Regions from separate parts of the Zea mays genome. Here region 1 is linked to region 2. Evidence: chromatin contacts called from public Hi-C data. All regions are on one chromosome and are shown on one strand. Each heading gives the region's core, a stretch centred on a gene start, on an enhancer-like site or on the middle of the called end of the contact. The rest is flanking DNA. Distances are from core to core; before and after follow the strand shown. Region 1 holds the start of LOC100276580. Region 2 holds the start of LOC100280910 (regulatory subunit).

What was found. A called contact is a pair of places that touch in the nucleus more often than the background predicts.
Region 1: a Hi-C map of leaf shows a contact between it and region 2, with 6 times the contacts expected there. The contact joins the promoter of LOC100276580 here to the promoter of LOC100280910 in region 2. A contact is called at or near these places in 5 of 25 Hi-C or Micro-C datasets (ear, leaf and tassel).

What each region holds. Positions count from the first base shown.
Region 1 is chr5:187,954,762-187,960,085 of Zm-B73-REFERENCE-NAM-5.0, forward strand. LOC100276580 reads right to left here and starts at 2,468. Exons shown (of 2, transcript NM_001374065.1): 1 at 2,141-2,468; 2 at 659-1,286. The coding sequence starts at 2,347. The coding sequence ends at 1,068.
Region 2 is chr5:187,804,873-187,810,245 of Zm-B73-REFERENCE-NAM-5.0, forward strand. LOC100280910 (regulatory subunit) reads right to left here and starts at 2,616. Exons shown (of 16, transcript NM_001153830.1): 1 at 2,419-2,616; 2 at 1,524-1,878; 3 at 1,322-1,450; 4 at 1-208. The coding sequence starts at 1,733.

The DNA of each region.
Region 1 (5,324 bases), core at 1,218-3,717, 150 kb after region 2:
TTTGTGCCTCACTTATTTTCTTCTTATAATATAATGACATGTAACTCTCTTGCGTATTTGAAAAAAACATGAAACGTGCACCGATCCAAAATTGATTACTGAACTTGCACTCTTGTTGCCAAGATGTACCGTCCAAAATTGAAATGCTCATTAAGTCATTAGAAGCACAAAAAGTTGCATCACTGATTTACTGAACTTGCACTCTTGTTGCCAAGATGTACCGTCCAAAATTGAAATGCTCATTAAGTCATTAGAAGCACAAAAAGTTGCATCACTGATTTACTGAACTTGCACTCTTGTTGCCAAGATGTACCGTCCAAAATTGAAATGCTCATTAAGTCATTAGAAGCACAAAAAGTTGCATCACTGATTTTATACATACTCATATTAATGATACTCATATTAACGATTGGTTCCTTAACTAAATTTTAGTCTTTATTATCAAATGTTTGGATACTAATTAGTTACAAATATGAAATATAATTTAATTGCAAAACTAATTATATAAATAAGAACTAAACGATAAAACGAACTTATTAAATCTAATTAGCTCACAATTCACTACAATAAACATATTAATAATAGATTTACAATAAACATATTAATAATAGATTAATTAGGTTTAATAAATCACCAAACTATTTATTCTTCAGATATATAATTAATTTTACAATTAGACTATATTTAATGCTCTTAATAGTCATTCAAACATTCAACGTGACATATGCTAAACTTTAGTTCCTATGACCAAACACACCTGAGCAAAAGAATTTGGAGTAACAGTTGCTGGCTTGCTGCAGACTTCTTGTTGTAATGTACACGCTAACTTAAGATAGAAGTGTGAATGCATATCATCACAGATATGGCACCGTAATCTGTAATCCGTAAAACAAAACTTCCATAGCTTTAGAAAAGCTCAAAGGTCATAACAAACTTATGCATCTAGAGCCTATATAAGCCGGCAGAACAAACAGTTCGAATAGAACTGAGATCTCTTGGCGTGCTCCAAAGATGTAGCACATCTTTGCCCGCTGCCTATATCTACCACAGTTCAAGCCATCCAGAAGTTACTCGGTTGGCTTGTCCGGGTCATCTTCCTCAGGTTCTTCCTTGTCTGGATCATCCTCTTGTGGCTCCTCCTGTGGTGGTGGTTGTTCTTCCTCTTCCTCCTCTTGATCATCATCCAGAGGATCATCAGCTGGTAACGGATGCGGTAATGGTGTCTTCATTGGGCTGAACTTAGGGAAGATATCAGGTCTCCTCCCAGGCTTTGGTCTCTCCCATTCCTAGCAACAATCAAACAACAGAGAAATTAATGTTGATGTCAACAGATCTAAATCACTAGTCATGTTTGAACATTATTTTTGCTAGGCTGGACAGATCTTCCACACCAATAGCTAATAATCATTGGAAAAAGTTGCAACAGATCTGCAATCGCCACTTTGGTTGTACACAAAAAAACATTACCAAGAAAGGCTAGGATCAGTATCTACATACTGTACATCACAACATGTAATACATGCAGTCATACAGTCATGAAGCCATTTACATAGTCAAGCCTTAAAGAAATTAAGAGTTCACCAAAACCAGCTCATGACTGCTCGCCACAACATTCTCTCATTTTGAATCTTTGATGATGAAAGACTCTTACAAAGAAAAACATATATAGAAGCTACACATTCAGAAGGACATTTAGGGCTTATTTGTAGACTGTAGTCAGTATTTAGGAGCGAATATAAAATTGAAGCTCCAAATATCTATCAGCACAACGAGCTACTAGCTGCAAAAGAACCCCAGAAAGTTATAGCAATAAAAGTTTATGTTAGCGCAGATGAAATTATTACACTCATAATAAATCATAGGGTGAAAAATTATCATTTTCGTAAAGGTATCTTCGCCAGAGATATACGAAATGGCAAAACTTAAAAAGTAGATGAAGACCGAATCCACATCCGAAAGCTAAAGCATAGGCATACCCAACCGGAACAACCTGTCCACACCACAACTTACGTAACATTTCTACCGATTTTGCCCGCTCCCTAAACCGGTTATTGGGCAGCCTATAGCCTCCTCCAATCCCACCAGAACAAGCTGCTAAAATGAAATGAACCGATGGTAAGTTGAAGAGCAAGAGAATTACGATGGGGAAATCGAGGGGCGACCGCTTGGTAATCTTCTCCTCGTCGGGGGCCGCGCAGACCACGAGCGTGCTCCACCTGCGCCGCCTACCGGCGAGAACCGGCACACGCGCGAGGGCGGTGACCGACGCGGATACGCCAAAGGTGCCCGGCGCGGGCGCCACAGGCGGGACGGCGGCCGGAGCCGAGAGGCACCACGGGAACGCCATGCGGGAGGGAGCTCAAGGGCCCTAGGTTCGCTTGGGCTGCTGGCTGGATGAGTCGTGCTGGAATTTGGGTTCCGTGTCCTCCTTGCGGTTTGGGTTGAGTACCTACCGGCTGCTTGTGAACCACCGGCGGCGGTGGCGGCTGTCTGTAGAGAGTGGAGACCGCCTTCGGGGCGATAAGAACACTCTTGGAGTCGCCAACACTAGCGTGTACGGGACTCCGATGGTTCTACACGCGGTGCATATTGCAGCCCACAGCAAATTGGGCCCAAGCACCCACTCGGGCCGACTCGTGTCCGCATATCCTGGGCCTCTTGCTCGGGCCGGAGTGAACCAGCAACTAATTCAGCACGACTCGTGTCCGCTCGAGAGACCCGTGGGCCGTGGCGAAGTGCCGACCCGCCATGCAACAGTGACGCGCGCCGCGCGCGGGTGCAGCCGTGCACACGCGCCGCGACCAAGACCCACCATGCCTCCCGGGAAATGGCCGGGGGCCGCATGGCGGCTGCCACCTGCAGCCCATGCACGGGCGGCGACGGTCCCGCCGCGCCTGTGACACGTACGCGTTCGCTGGGCGATATGTTTAATCGCCGAATCCGAGCCCTCTGACGCGCGCATTTTCAAAACAAAAGTCTCGCAGAGCACCCACTCGTCCACTCATGTCATGTCTGATAGTCGCCTACCTGTCAGTAGATTTATTCGACGGAGCAAACAATAGTTAACTAAGCCTTGCCACTGACCAAATAATCCGAACGTGCAACGTGCGCGCGTGCATGCACAGCGTCCAGCTAGTGGAGAAACGCGAGCGTGTGTGCACACGGACGGGACTCAAGTGCCAAACGCAACGCAGTCTCTAGTCTCTACGGGACGCGACGAGCTGCATCTGCATGCATGCGCGCGGCGTCTAGTAGCAAGACATGACATACATGCAGAGGGGGTGGCGGTGGCCCTTTTACCTTTGTGTCTCTCTCAACCCCCCCGGACGGAGCGCCCGGTATTTTTGACCGGCGATCGCGGGGCCCCTCTTTCCTTTGTTTAACCCGTACGTACGAGCACGGCGTAACCGAGGGGGTTAAACGTGCTCTTCAACACCCCTCCCCAGCTAAGCCAGAGATTAGAACCCCGTTCAACGGCATGTGTTTCACTTTTTCACCGCGCGACACCGCCCACCTTTTACTACTAGCAGAGCAGTCATCAGGCAGGCAAGTCTGCTTGGCCAGCGCCGCGCGCCCCGCCAGTCCGGCCGGCTCCGCGACCGCGCGCTTTGACGGTCAAAGCTAGCTTGGGCAGGAAGCACGGGAACCGAGCGCTGGAGCGGTCCGTACGCCAATATTCTATCCCAGGATCAATACGCAGCTCGTGGCCGCCTGTACGTACTGATGCGCTAGCTAAGCTACCCTGCGGTGCGGTGCGGTGTAGAGAGAGAGAGAGAGGAGAAGAAGCTAGGTGGTGCTGGTGGTGGCCGAGGAGGATCCCAGCGCGCGGTGCCTGTCCAATGTCCATGGGGAAGCTACACGGCGCCTCACGTGCACCGTGGAAAACACCAACGGCTGCCTGTGTGGATGCACTGGCACTGGCCCGCGCCGCGCCGGCCGAGAATAGCTGAAGAGCGAGGACCGACATTATATTTTCGGACGGGGCAGGGCGCCAGGGCATGCATTCATGCATACATGCATGCAAGTTGCTCTACGTGCTGCATGCGTTGCATATATTTATAACTACTAGTTAGTTAGATGTCTATACGTTACTAATATAAGTTTTGTATATACCACGTACGTAGATACACTTTTAAAAAAAATAAAGATAGTCATTCAAATATGTTCTCTAAACCTTTACGATAAACATCCGAAAATCCCAAGCGAGAACGATGGTGGTGGGGTCATGCTGCTCATGTCCTCTGCCAACTTTAGGCCTCGCAGACGTGATAGAGACGGTAGCGCCACAAAATGGTTTATATTCATAACACGATTTAGCCTGTGGCCCAACACGGTTTAGCCCAGCCTGAGCATAACACGATCATCGCATGAAAAATATTAGTTTATATTCATTTGTCTTGTCAATCACAAAAAGAGGAAGATTGTAAGTGCAATCAAGCACTACCGGAATTCGGCTCTTTGCCGAGTGCCGGTGGCTTTGCCGGGTGCTTTTTATCGGACACTCGGCAAAGCCGACTTTGCCGAGCGCCGCACTCTGCAAAGTCTTACGCTCGGTAAAGATCTTATTTACCGAGTGCGGGACACTCGGCACAGCCCAGCACTCGGCAAAGACTGCTTTGCCGAGAGTCAAATACTCGGCAAAGACGGCTCTCGGCAAAGGGCCGTTAGCGGCCGTCTACACAGCTGACGGTCGTCAGTCTTTGCCGAGTGCCACATATTGGGCACTCGGCAAAGGACGCTTTGCCGAGTGTCTTCTCTAGACACTCGGCAAAGTATATTTTTATTATTTTTTATTTTGTCTTCCAAACTTTTTGTGGTATGTTCATACACTATGTAGACCTATATGTATCATTTGTGGACAATTATAACAGAGTTTTCAATATTTAGTAGATTTAGTTCGTTTATTTGAATTTCTTCGAAAAATTCAGATTTGAACTGCAGGTCACTCGAAACTTGGAAAACCGTGCATGCAAAAATGATATTCATGTTACTTAGCATAAGTTACGACCGATTCCAGGAGCGGACCGGAAACTTCGAGCAACATACTCACTAAACATGGCCGTGAACTTGTCATCCACATGTTTAAAAATTGTATAAAACACAAACAAAGTCAGAAAATCATGAAACTTGTCCACGTGTCATGATATCATATGTAAAACACAAACAACTTTCTGACTTTGTTTGTGTTTTATACAATCTTTAAACATGTGGATGGCAAGTTCACGGCCATGTTTAGTGAGCATGTTGCTCAAAGTTTCCGGTCCGCTCCTGAAATCGTCCGTAACTTGTGCTAAGTAGCATGGATACCATTTTTGCATGCACGG
Region 2 (5,373 bases), core at 1,366-3,865:
CTGACAGTACTCCCAGACCACTTTCGGATATTTGATCACAGTAATTACATGCCAAACTTTGCATGCTTGAGCAATCTCTAAGAAGATCTATCCCACTATCAGCTACTTCAGAGCAAGAAATATCAACCGACAACAATGACTGCTTTTGAGATGCCACTACTTCCATCCAAGCATCCTTTACTCCAGGGTACTCCCCTAAGCCAATGTCCTAACAATGAGGCATGAAAGAACAGTTATCACAAAGGTGAAATAGCCTCATATTATCACACAAGATTCATTCTCAGAAGTGAAAACTAGTTTCAAATAAAGTCCTCAATAGAAAAGTGAATATCAATTCCAAATGAGAGGAAAGAGCATTTAAGTACCTAATAGAAAAACATCTAACAAGAGGTTCCAAACTTCCAATTGTCGCTTGCTAGACAACTTTGCTTATTGTAACTACTAGATCCCACCTCTCGAGTTTGATATGCATCTCATGGGACCAGGGCCGGCCCTGGGGGTGGGCAGAGTGGGCGGTCGCCCAGGGCCCCCCGAAGTTATAGGGCCCCTAAATATGTATTAAGTATAAGTATATAATGTGTGCTATGGATATTTAGTAATTGGTCTTGGATCAAACATTATTCAATAGTCTGTTCGTTAGATGTAGCTTGTTGGAAATCTAAGAAACGAATCGATGAGCCTATTGCAGTCATAGAGAAAATAAATCATCGCAGACTCCTAACACGACGTGGTGACACCCTGAGTGCGTGTTCGATAGATGACTATAGTCGTAGCGTATAGTGTACTAGTTCTTATATTATATGTTATATGTATGTATTTTTCAATCTCATGAACTAATGATTGTTCATTGATATATTCTATATTGGATTTTAAAGTCAAAATTTTTATTCCAAACTCTTATTTTATTTCGGCACCAAGATAAGAGATTTTTGAATGGAGTATTGTCTGGCTGTCTGCTAGTGCTACATAAATTTTCAAGAATATCTTAGAGGTGAATTGTTATCCTAATGTCTCTATTGCCTATCGAATCTTAGCCGTAATTTTTTTGAAAACTAGAATTATTGAAAAACTATTTATGACCAACAATCATGTTTTAAAAAAACTTTATATATAAATACATATTAGATATATAATATATAGAGAGATAATAGGGGCCTCTAAATTAGTTTTCGCCTAGGGCCCCTAAAATGCCAGGACCGGCCCTGCATGGGACCAACCTATGTGCTATACTTACAAGGAAGCTAAGCACATTTCTTTTGGGGGGAAACAGTAGGGGCATACTCCTATAGGAATGCTAGACATATTAGAACAGAAACCTTACCTGCAGAGCACAATCCCTAAAAACTTGAAGTGATGCCTCTGTAAGACGGTTTGAATTTACTAATTCATTGAAAATCTGCTGGCTGAGATCCCTTGGCAGCATTGCAAAAGTAGAATACCTGTCGATATCCTGCAAATATTACTGGGTTCAAGAAAAAAGACATTCCATGTCAAAATTCAAACACGTGTAGACACAATACTACCTGGCAAACTCTAGCCACACAAAGCTCCATGAGGGACGGGCACCGCCCAGGTTCATTTCCCTGTCCCTTCCCGGAAACATCAGAACTGCTGCGAGGCAGTGTAAGCAACAGCCATTTTAAGCTGCTGGTCTTTGAGAACCTTGGGGATGTCTGGAGAGCGTCACCTTCATCCACCAATTGGCTTCTCTTCCTTGAGCAGACACCACCCATGATCGAGGTGAAAGTACTGAACAACAGTCACTCCTCTCGCTATCCACAAATTGGTTCTAGGAAACTGGTAGCTGCCAGCTACTATCCTATAATCCAATCGTGGCATAGTTAGAGCCCATGGCAGCCTTCGTCACCTCACTCCATTCTGCAACATGAACATATTTGTTGAGGATTTGCCGGTGAGTCAAATCGGTACATGAACACTGTACAGCATTTTTTTGCTCACTTCTTTATCAGTGGATGAGTGATCTCAGATTACATTAAGCAAACAGTATATCAATTTATCAATCATGTACCCGATCCTACCCTAACTGACCAAAATGGACAATCCGAAACGAATTCGAAAACAACACACTAATTTACCATCATGACTTCTTCGGTACGATCCTACCCACGGATCAAACAACAAAAACCTAACGCAAATAAAATACCAGAGACACAGCGATCGGACGCCTGCCCAAATCCAACAGAACAGAGAACCGGAACCTCCCAAAACATCACTGGTCAGTGGTCACTCCTTTCTCAGGTAGAAAATCCTCAAGGTAGATAGATTACCGCACGAAAAGCGCAAAAAAGTTCAGTCAAATTGATGGGAAAGGAACAGTGCCCAACCACCCCCGCACCCAGGAAGTCCCACACAAACATGGAGTCGCCAGTACACACCGGTCGCAGAATTCTCACCCACCCGGGGACAAGCGGGCCGTCGCCGGCATCAAAGCCACCAACCCAGCTACACCACCGGCTAGGGTTTATCCACTCGCGGCTCAACCCCAGCGCTACGATTGCGAACGCGCGCACGAGCAGGAGCACGGCAGCGAGAAGGGAAGGTTAACCCGCGGCTGCGCTCATAAATATCTGACGAGTTCTCGCGTGGTGGGCTGGTGTCGGAGGGGGAGGAAAACGGAGGCGGAAAAAGGAAGGGAGGAAATGCAAGTGGTGAGGGAGAGAGCCGGCGCCGCGACAGAGCTCCACGTGTCCCATGGGCCGACGGACCAGTTCCGCTGATGGGTGGGTTCTACACTTCTACCTCTACCGAAAGGTGTCACTCACAACCCACAAGAGCGGCTTGTGGAAAGGAGAGAGGCGAACAGGGCTGTACGGGTGGGCCCGTGGAGCGGAGGGATAAGGCGAGGGGGGACACGCGACCCAAGTGATCGACCGCACGCTATCCCGCTGATTATGCGGCCGAATGTGTGGTCCTTCTAGGTCGTGTTTGTGTTTGGGCGAAGAGGATAGAACAATTATACCTTATGTTTTTTTACGGGGACCATCCTAGATTCCTAGTTCCATTTTTGGTTGGAGGAATAGTTATTTCTTATTTTTTAGGATAGGATGAGGACACTGACAGAATTAGACATTGGTTGAGGGCTTGTTTGGTAGTACGAAGGTTTGGTAGTACAAAATAATTAGTAAGGTCGGTTATTTTCATAACATATGGATTGAAGATGAAACGAACATCCTAATCCTCCATATGGATTGAGGATAAAACGAACATTCTAAGGGTTACTTTGAAAATCTCAAATCCACTTCGGAATTAGAGAAAATTGAGGTGGAAATGAATTAATTTTCTCTCCAACCCCCTTCAATCTCGAAGGGGATTTGAGTTTCCAAACTAGCCTTAAAGGATTATATGATCATAATCCCTCCAATTCACATACCTCCAAACAAACTCTAAGGGGTAGTTTGTGAGCTATAAACCCGAAGATGATCGGAGGGACTAAAATCCTCTTATTATTCAATTTTAAATACAAAATCGATTTTAGTCCTTCCAATCCCCTCTAATTTTCTATCTCCCAAACTAGCATTAAGAGTGTCTAGAAGAGTATTTCCAAAGTTTACTCCCTAAATTATTATTTAAATAATTTAGAGAGATATTTATGTAGAAATTGTTTTCTATCTTTTTTATTTTTAAATAATTTTACTATATCTTATTTATACTTTAGAGGGTTATTCTTATTCTCGGAATAGAAAATAACTATTTTGAATAACCAAATAAAAAAATGCTGGATGTTTTTTTAGTAACGTAGAGACAATAAATTGTGCATATAGCCTTACAAAACACTATAGAATAGACGATCTCCTTATATATATTTTTTCTTAAACACCTTATCACTCACCACGGTATAAAATGTTAGTACCCCGGTGTTCAAGATGCGAGCATTCCTCTTGGGCTTGGGTGACATCTTTTGTTTTCTCATCCAATGGTCTAGAAAAGGCCTTATCGGGGATACGAACTTTGGTCCCTAGAGCCAGCGACCACACTGGGGAAGAGGCCTCTAACAACTAGGGCCTACTAATCAATCGGAGGAGATAGACAATGTCTATCCTAAAAGAACTCGTCTCCGGACGAACCCCGTGGCATCGAGCATGGGTTGGGCGTGGCGGAATCACATAGGGGGGCAGGCGTGCCAAAAGGAAATCACTCGAGTAGATCCCGCGTCTAGCCCGAGACCGACCCGTCATAAATGACTGACCATATTAACCGTGTCAGGCGTCGAGCCACAGCGAAGACATCGGTCTGCCTCCCACTTATGACCTACAAACTCCTCGGGTCACAGAGCACTCATGACCTACGAGCTCCTTGGACTGCGACGCATTTATAGCCCACGCGTCCCCTGTCAGCGGCACACCCATGACCTATCGGGACTAGGCCTGAGTACACGGGTCGCTGGCAGGGTGCAACACGACGAGCCACGTCGAGCCCCAGGCTACGAAGGCCAGGGGTCGGCATAGCCCAAATGATGCGCTCGAGCCCATGATGCTCGCGTCGTCCGTAATAAAGAATATGTGACAGCCAGGCAACCGCAAACACGCGTGTCTTTACCGCATGGTAAGACACCCAGTTTTACCATCACTTAGTAGCTCCTTCCTGAGGAAGCCATCACGGGCTGACCCCCTCCTTAGATTATAAAAGGAGGAGGTCGTCCCAGACATGGGAGGTCCCTTTTGGAGGATCGGAGGACGGATCCCAGATGATACGACGCCTAGAAGACCAACAGAGAAGAGGAGAACCCTAGAGGCCGGAGCCCCACCGCCAAGCCAAGACTTAGCTAAGACTCCACCTTATAACCACCTCCACCACAAATAAGAGATTTGTGAGCCTTTCCTCCCTCTCTTGTCTGCTTGTAACCCCTACTACGAGCTTTGATCATCAATGGTACTAATAGCGCAAGCCACCAATGACTAGATGTAGGGACGTTCTGTCCGAACCAGTATAAATCTTGCGCTCACTACGCACACCGTCTGGAGCCCGAAATACGCACAATAAATTTACTTGTCGAAGCGAGGTTCGAAACATCGACAAGCCTACACTCACAATCTACCAGAATTTTGCATCAATAGCATGAAAAATATGACCCATATAAGCTTTCCCTGTGCAAAGTGTGTGCCGTAAAAAAATGTGTGGATCACAAGTAACCTCTAGCCCTTAAGTCGCCATTCTAACTCTCGGTTCGGTTAAGACCACCAAATAGGAGAACCATGCTCTAATACCACTTGTAAGGTCGAGATGACAAATTAGAGGGGTGCATAGTCCTTTCTAAAACTAATTATATTTGCTAACACAAATAAATGTGGAATTAATACTATTTGATCTAGCCAAGACTACACACCTCTAACTATAACAAGCACATTACAAAAG